Regions from separate parts of the Zea mays genome. Here region 1 is linked to region 2. A link is a contact called in public Hi-C data. All regions are on one chromosome and are shown on one strand. Each heading gives the region's core, a stretch centred on a gene start, on an enhancer-like site or on the middle of the called end of the contact. The rest is flanking DNA. Distances are from core to core; before and after follow the strand shown.

The links. Hi-C and Micro-C count contacts between places; a contact is called where the count stands out from the background.
Region 1: a contact with region 2 is called in a Hi-C map of ear, with 4 times the contacts expected there. The contact joins the promoter of LOC100276813 here to the promoter of LOC100304401 in region 2. A contact is called at or near these places in 9 of 25 Hi-C or Micro-C datasets (bundle sheath, ear, endosperm and 4 more).

The regions. Positions count from the first base shown.
Region 1 is chr10:140,303,285-140,307,227 of Zm-B73-REFERENCE-NAM-5.0, forward strand. LOC100276813 reads left to right here and starts at 2,157. Exons shown (of 2, transcript NM_001165478.1): 1 at 2,157-2,605; 2 at 3,731-3,943. The coding sequence starts at 2,230. The coding sequence ends at 2,604. It overlaps LOC103641976, which reads right to left and starts at 1,905. Exons shown (of 2, transcript XM_020545911.2): 1 at 649-1,905; 2 at 1-574. The coding sequence starts at 1,503.
Region 2 is chr10:140,158,890-140,162,858 of Zm-B73-REFERENCE-NAM-5.0, forward strand. LOC100304401 (naked endosperm2) reads right to left here and starts at 2,588. Exons shown (of 4, transcript NM_001165837.1): 1 at 2,383-2,588; 2 at 1,580-1,856; 3 at 1-332. The coding sequence starts at 1,775.

The DNA.
Region 1 (3,943 bases), core at 907-3,406, 140 kb after region 2:
ATCCAATTGCTTGATGAAGCCTACTAAAAAACCATTCCCAATTGTCAGTTGTCTCTGATCCAAACACACCATGACACACTGGAAACATCCAATTGTTCCCATCAATAGCAGTAGCAGATGCAAGTTGACCCTTCCATTTCCCAGTCAAATGAGTAGAGTCCACACCAAGGAAAGGCCTGCAACCATTTAAAAATCCATCCACACATGACTTTAGCGCAACAAACATTCTAATAAACCTCATTTTCTTCCCAACTTTCTCATATTCAATGTCTACCAAACTGCCTGGATTGGTCTTCTCCACCTCTGTCTTGAAACTGAAAATACACTCAAAACTATCATCCCACTTCCCTTTGAGTTGCTCCAAAGCCTTCTTTCTTCCATCCCAAACTACCCAGTATGACAATTTCAGATGATACTGCTCCTCTAGCCTTTTCTTTAATTCTTTAGCTCCAATCTTATTGTCCTTTGCAAGCCAATCTAGAACTCGATCCTTGACCCAATGATTTGTTGCCATGCAGTTCTTCTCAACTTTCCCTGTGCTTTGACAAGTGTGTTCAAAAGGCATCTTCTTTATCTGAAACAAGCAAGAATTAATTAAGTACAAACATACAAAAAATAGTATACAAAATTTGGGAAAATAATAAGAACCTCCCAAGTCCTTCCATCCTGCAATTGTGAAGCATGTATACGCCACTTGCACTGTTCAGCTTTGCAATAGCCTCTATACCTTGTTGCCTCAGAATATGGAGCTGCAATTTCATATTCACCTTTTATTGCATATTGCCTAATAGCTTTCTTGAAAGTATCACCATCCCCAAAAGTTACACCAACTTCTATTTTCGGATTCTCCAAGTCAGTTACATGGATAATTGTCTCACAACCCAATGCATCCTGAACAACTAATTCATCCTCTGAACCAGCATAGTCTACATCACTATCTGGTTCAAACTCCGATGAATCAGAAATTAGATCCTCATCATTCAGACCAACGTACTCTAGGTCATCATCCACCCAAGCCACTTCCGTAATTTGATGAACTGGTGGCTCTACAAGAGATGAGTCAGTTTCAAGTGAAGGTTGTGCAATAGTTTGGTTGGCTGGGGCATCACTACTTCCCTGCAAAACACAAGGCATGCTCTCCAGCCGGCCAATATCACGTATGTGATCCTTATCATCTTTCCCTATAACACCCACTTGCACTGAAAGCCTCCTTATATCCCAATACATGTCAATTGCATGAAGCAATTTTTGGTCAGAAGCAATCTCTTCATAGCTACGACTAATATTATCCCAATAGGTGACACGCAACTTTTGTTTTGAGCCTAACTTAATTTCTGTAGCAATTTCAAGAAGCAAATCATTCCAGTTTGTGCTATCCCTGTCTAAAATCTTTTGAATGTTGCATGCCTTACAATATTCACGACCATCATCATCAGTTAATTTGACATAAGCGCCTACTCGAACAGCAAGCCTGTAGGACGAATTAGGATCCATCCTACACATACAGGGGGCACAAATATGAACAGGACGAACTAGGGTATGATTTCCTTTGCAAAATCAAGCCTACAATTACCTTAACTCTAGGGGAAAATGGCAAGAATATTACCCGTCGAGATCCCATGACAGATCGGCGTGGTTCTCTGCAAAAATATCGCTGAAGAATCGTGGAGGTTCCTCCATCTCCTGGGTGCTTCCGCCCTGCCATGAGCAGGTGCCGCCGCCGTGACACGTCGCCTCCCACGCAGGAACCGGCCTGAGCCTGGGGCACTGGTGAAGGTGTCGACCCTGTGCGCCTGGAGCAGGGAGGTGCGGCAGCAGGACACGGCGGATGGAGGGAGCCGACGAACCTATCGGCGGGAGCACCTGGACGGCGCGAGCAGCAGGTGATTCATTTTTGCGATCCAGTTTCAGTGGAGGAAAGGAGAGAATAGGCAGGGGCAATTTTGTCTTTTCATGTAGCTTCTATTAAAAATGATTATAATAAAAGGTGGAGTGTCCGGTACCTAATAAAAGTAACTTTTTAGTGTGTCCGTTCAAAGCCAAGTTTTTTTGATGTGTTGTGGCCGAGGCCACCTTTTCTTTGTGTCCCCCACCTAATTTTGCCTGAAAGTAATCATCAGCACCATATATACGCCGGTGTGAAGTGGCCGCGCGAGGTGCCAGTTTCGTTCTCATCTCCGTTCTCTGGATTGTCCCCCGCTCCCCTCTTCCGGTCTTCCACTCTTCCCCATGTCGGACGCGTATAGGAAAGCCAAGCCCGGCCGCCTCGTCTTCAAGGGCGGCGAAGCCGCCTCCATCCACAAGCCAAAGAAGCACAAGAAGAATAAGAAGCCCGCGTCGGACGCCCTCGCCGACGGCGACATCGAGGCCGCAGCCGCGGCCGCGGAGGGTGCTGAAGGCGGCGGAGGTGCCGGCAGCGGCACTGGCGACGACTACACCATCGACGCGGCGAAGAAGATGAAGTACGAGGAACTCTTCCCTGTGGAGTCGAAGAAGTTCGGGTATGACCCCGACAACGCCGCCCGCGCTGCCGCCCGGAACCGCACCGTCGAGGAAGCCCTCGACGACCGCGTCCGCAAGAAGGCCGACCGCTACTGCAAATGAGGTGAGGTGCTGGAATATATGTTAGGGTTTTCGTCTCGTCCGGTCCGAATGAGATAATCGACTCCTTAGATTGCTTTGTCTGAGTTGATCTAGGTACCCGTTCAATCGAGTGATTCGATTTGAGTTGCTTGTTGCTGCCACCCACTTATGAATCTGGCCATGCCCTGGTTTTGGTCATGGCCTAATTTTGTTTTGGCACACTAGAGCTGCAAGCGGACCCTTAGGAATTTTCATGAGCTACAGAGTACATGATCGATTGCAGGCCATCTTACTAATTACGAAGTCAAACCGTGCAACAATGAGGTGCGCTGCGTTGCTACTGCAGCAGTGCAGCCCAATGACTGTTCAAAGTGTTTATTAATGTACATTGCAACCTTATTGATAGAAAATCTACTCTGTGCAATGGAAATTTAGAAATTCTGACATCACTGGTACGAGGAAAGACTCAACCAATGTTCGAACATGGTTGGGACTGAATATCTTCAATGACACTTTGGACTGTTGTTCCTGTTTTTGCAACATGTGACTCAAGGAATAACTCATGATGTGGTGGATTAGGTCATATACATGGTAATATTGGTGAAAATAATCGGTACGAATAAGATGAAATCAATGGCCTGTTTAGGTTAGCTGTAATGATTTTAGCAATGGCCATCAAACATGTCACATGTTTTTGCTCCATCAGAGGACATAGCAGTGTATCAGAAATTCGAAATACAGAGTTGCTAATCTAGTAATCTTACTCCACATGCAGGATGGAAACCTCCCATATAGTCCTTATGTTTATTTGTTCTAGGTGCTCAATATGTATCATGTTATTCAATTGGTTGTTCAATATTGACACTACATTTGGGTTCTGCTTTAGGGTCAATATATTCTACTCTCCATTATTTTTACTTCCCGTCTTTGACATCTATCCCAGAAAACTTTGTAGAGAATTAACAACATATGGTTCTCTCATTGTATCCTTTAGCTTCAACTTGTTAAAAAACTTGTAGCTATTACCTTCTCATTATATTGCTTTATTAGCATGGAAATTATTTTGTGTACGAATTATATACTAGTTATTTCTCTTACTGAAATGTTTACGCTGAATGTGGCCTGATATTCTCTCTGGTTTTGACAGGTTCACTCATTGGTCATTGCTGTTGTTTGCAGCTGTATTGCTCAGTGTATTGAAGATGGCCTCTTTGGAGAATTATGATCCTTCACGGCATGTTGTTTAGTAGTCAAAGTGCTAGTCAAGCATTTTCCTTATGCATATTTGTACTAGTAATTAGCAAACATAAGGATTCTTGCACATGTTATTCCGATAAACTTGTTCTGCCCTCTTTGGGTT
Region 2 (3,969 bases), core at 1,338-3,837:
GTCCGACTGCACGGCGTAGCGCTTGGAGCACTTGTCGCACTTCCACTTCTTCTCGCCGTGCTTGCGGCTGAAGTGCTTCTTGATCCCCGTCAGGTCGCCCAGGGCGCGCGCCGGGTCGTGGTGCGCGCACGTCGGCTCCGGGCACAGGTACACGCGCCGCCGCTGCGCCTGCAGCGGGTCCTTCTGCTTCAGCTTCCACGGCAGGTTGTGCCCGCGCCGGTGCAGCTGCAGGTTCTGCTCTCGCTGGAACCCCTTGCTGCACACCTCGCACACGAACCTGTTGGTCGCCATCAGCGTCTTGGGCGACAGGGCGATCACCTCAGCGTCTGGGTCTGTTTCGATGACAAGCCTAGTTAGCTAATCATAACAGTATATATAGCTGTGCCAAAAAGAATAATGACAAGAAATAATGCTAGTATATATAAGATCGTTCCAACTGATGCATGCATGCATGCTGATGGACAGGAGGGAGGGAAAAATCACATTGAATTCAGCCAACAGTAAAAAGTATGCAGGAGTAATTAGTATTTTGCTTATAAGTTAACCATGCATGCATGGTTAAGAAGCGAGGGCGTAGGATATATATAGTGTATTTTGGGGACGGAAGATACTTGTTTTTTGTCTCCGATTTTCTCTAGATCGGTGTTAGCTGTGGCACGGTAGAGAACTACAGACAAGCTATGTGAGGTGGAGAGAAGGCAATACTTTGCAAGAGATTTTTGGGAAGGAGTTTTCAGGAAGAGATATACTTCAAGAGAACAAACGGATCGACATGGGTTGTGCCATGTGGCTCCTATTTGCTTCTCATAATTGGGGGGAAGAAAAGAAGTCTTGAGTTCATGCATGTACATGGAATCTTGGGAGGATAAACTGATTTTGTTTTTTTCTTAAAGAACAAAGAGTTTTGGTATTTTTATTCACCAAATAAAAGCTGGCTGGAGAGTCTGAATTCTTTAACCGGTTAAAACGAAAACGTGAGCAAGTGCTAGTAGCGCCATGAATTCCCCTCTCCATTCTTCACCTGAATTAATTCTCGGTCTCAGTTGCGAGGACAGGGAGCTTTAAATGAAGTATATTTATTGAAAAGTGCAAACTGAAGGCCAAGCTCGTCTCGTCAAATCTACTTTGCTCTGCAGAGAAGAAGGTAGGGATGGGATCCACCTCGAACTAGATAGGGAGGAAAGAGAGAGAAAACTAAGAACTGGAGAATTCCTATTTTTATTTTCATGAAATCCAGTTTCCAAAAAAAAAAAAAAAACTGTAGTTTGCACACATCGATCTGCGTTGGAAAACCAGGCAAGGATTCTCTGGACTAGGCAGTGGCGCAGTGAAGATATATAGCGGTGATCACAAACCAAGAACTACAATACTCAGACAAGAAACCACGAAGAAATGGAAAGAGAAACCGAGTGCAGGCATGTGACTATGTGAGAGAAGATATATGCTCTTGCTGCAAGCATCCAACTCATAAAACTCCAATCGATCCAGACGAGCGAGCGAGATCTCTGGCAGGCAGCAGACCTGTACGCAGTGTGCATGGACGACCGGAGTCAGAAGGGGGTGGACTTGCGTGAATTACCGGGCATAGTCCTCTTCTTCTTGGGCGGTGGCTGCGCCGCCGCCGTCGGCGCGCCTTGGCCGGACGCCACGCTGGGCAGTGCCGCTGCCAGCTGCTGCTGCTGCTGCGGTGATATCAGCGGCTTAATCTGGTGGTCTTGCTGGTCCCCATCCCTAACACCAAAGAACGCCGCCGCCGGTGAATTCGACGCCATCATATACCTCCCGATTTATCCTGGCGGCACCACCAGCTCGATCGGACTGGCAGGTGTTCTTCAATTCGTCCGTCCCCTTCGCCGCTGAAACAAGCAACAATACTTTCCAAGTGAGTCCGGCCGGCATGGCAATCAACAACGGCAACAAGAGCACGAGTCGACGAGTATCTCCAAAAAAACACAAGACACACACAGCATGCGAGCGGGAGACCATATGGGGGGCGTGACTAGAAAGATTTTGCTGTTCCTCCGAGTCCGATCCGGAGACAAACGGGGAGGAGCCCGACAGAGCCAAGGAGATAAAGCAGACCGAAAGGAGAGCCCCCAAAATTCCTGATATGGGTTGGCTATACCTTCTCATACGTACGTGCTTGGGATTGATCTGAAACAAGCAACAAATCGACAGGGAGCCGAGAAGAACTTAGGAGTTTGGGACTCTTCCGAGATTAAACAAAAGAACAAAGTGGACAGGGAAATCCAAACAAGCAGTTGCACTCGAAACAAGTAGAAAAAAGCAAGACAACAAAAGCTCGCAAACACCCACTCCCACATACTCGTATACATATTTAATAGGAAAAACAATCGAGCGAGTTTGTTTCTTTCTCTGTACCTCACTCTCCCTTGTACCGCTAGCTAGCTTGCTCCTCTCTTGCTTGCTCTTCTTCCTACCGAGGAGATAGAGCGGTGGTGGAGAGAGACTGGAGGAGAAGCTAAGAAGGTTGTTCTCTCATTTTCTTTGGCATACTTTTCCTTGTCTACTACCTTCGTCTCCTGCTGCTTTCCTCTCCCACAAGCTTACATGCCCCACTACAAATCGATTCCCGAAATTCCACCCCTGCGCCCCCTTCCAAAGCCTATATATGCACACCGGGGAAAATACACTGGATTTTTCTATATACACAGCTCGGAGCAGGAGAGAGAGGAGAGAGAGAGAGAGTACAGCTACAGCAGCGGATGGGAGCGGGGGCAAGCTCACGCACGCAGACGCAGGCAAAACGGTGTCGTGTAGCGTCTGAGGATTGGGTCCACTACCCACTGCGTGGGGCTTGCCCTCTCGCCATCACACGCTCGCACACCAGCAAAAGCCTTTCGCTGGTGTTGTCTTGGCTCTTTTAGATGTTTATATGGGTCGCAAGCATGCGTTTTCACAGTGCTGTTTTGGTTTTTTAGATGTTTGTGGGTGGCAAACATATGCATCCAGGTGCGTGCGTGGCCATGTTTTCGTATAGCTAGCCTTGCTAATACACCAATCGAAATGCCACCTAATTTCTGTTAGATCCACGCTAAACTTTTTTTTGTTAACATTTGTTTGCACGTGTATATATTTTGTTTATATATGTGATGACTCACATCATGATTACTTCTAAGATGTTATTATTGTATTACGTACGTTCTATACGTGTGGCCGTTGGCATGCAAGAGTTGTTTTAGTCGGAGTATAGCAAGCGTACACTAATGAAGAAGCGTGTACCTTGTGCACAGCAGCGTAAACACCAGCTCATACTCTATAATAGTACAAAATACGTTCTAACGATCTATAGTTGTCTTTTTCATGTAGACGTATAAAGTTCATTTGCTTATGTGGCTGTGGTTGATATCGGCGTACACTATATTGATATATCCAGCCTAATTACTTAGAACTTATGGTGTTAAAATTTATATGAGCTAATTCCCTATTTTAAATTTTATATTATAACTGACAATTATGTGTATCACTACTAGGATAGCTACCCTACCTAGTTGGTAGTTGCACAATTATTGGCATACATATATAGAGTCGTAGCAAAATTTCTTTAGAATATTGAATGCTAGCAGTGCACACTGCACACTACTAATTATTTTTTTGGTGATCCAGATAATTACTTTTTCACACTGCAGTATTAATTTTGTTTGTCAAAACCACATCCACGTACGTGTAGGAAAAAATAATATGACACTATCACTGTTAAGACACTCAAACCCTATCCTCTTGTCCACATAGGATGCGCCTCCTAGCTTTGCTTGGGGCGGTGCTACCAAAAGATGCGGGACCGCATGTATTCAGACATGCTCATCCAACAATGCCCGCATGGATACAGTACGAGCAGTAGATGCAAGACGGGGTTGGGGGATTAGCACATTACATTCTGCCCGTTAATAAGTAAACTCAGTGTCCTTTATTCTATCTAATACATTGATCAACAAATTACTTGTATTA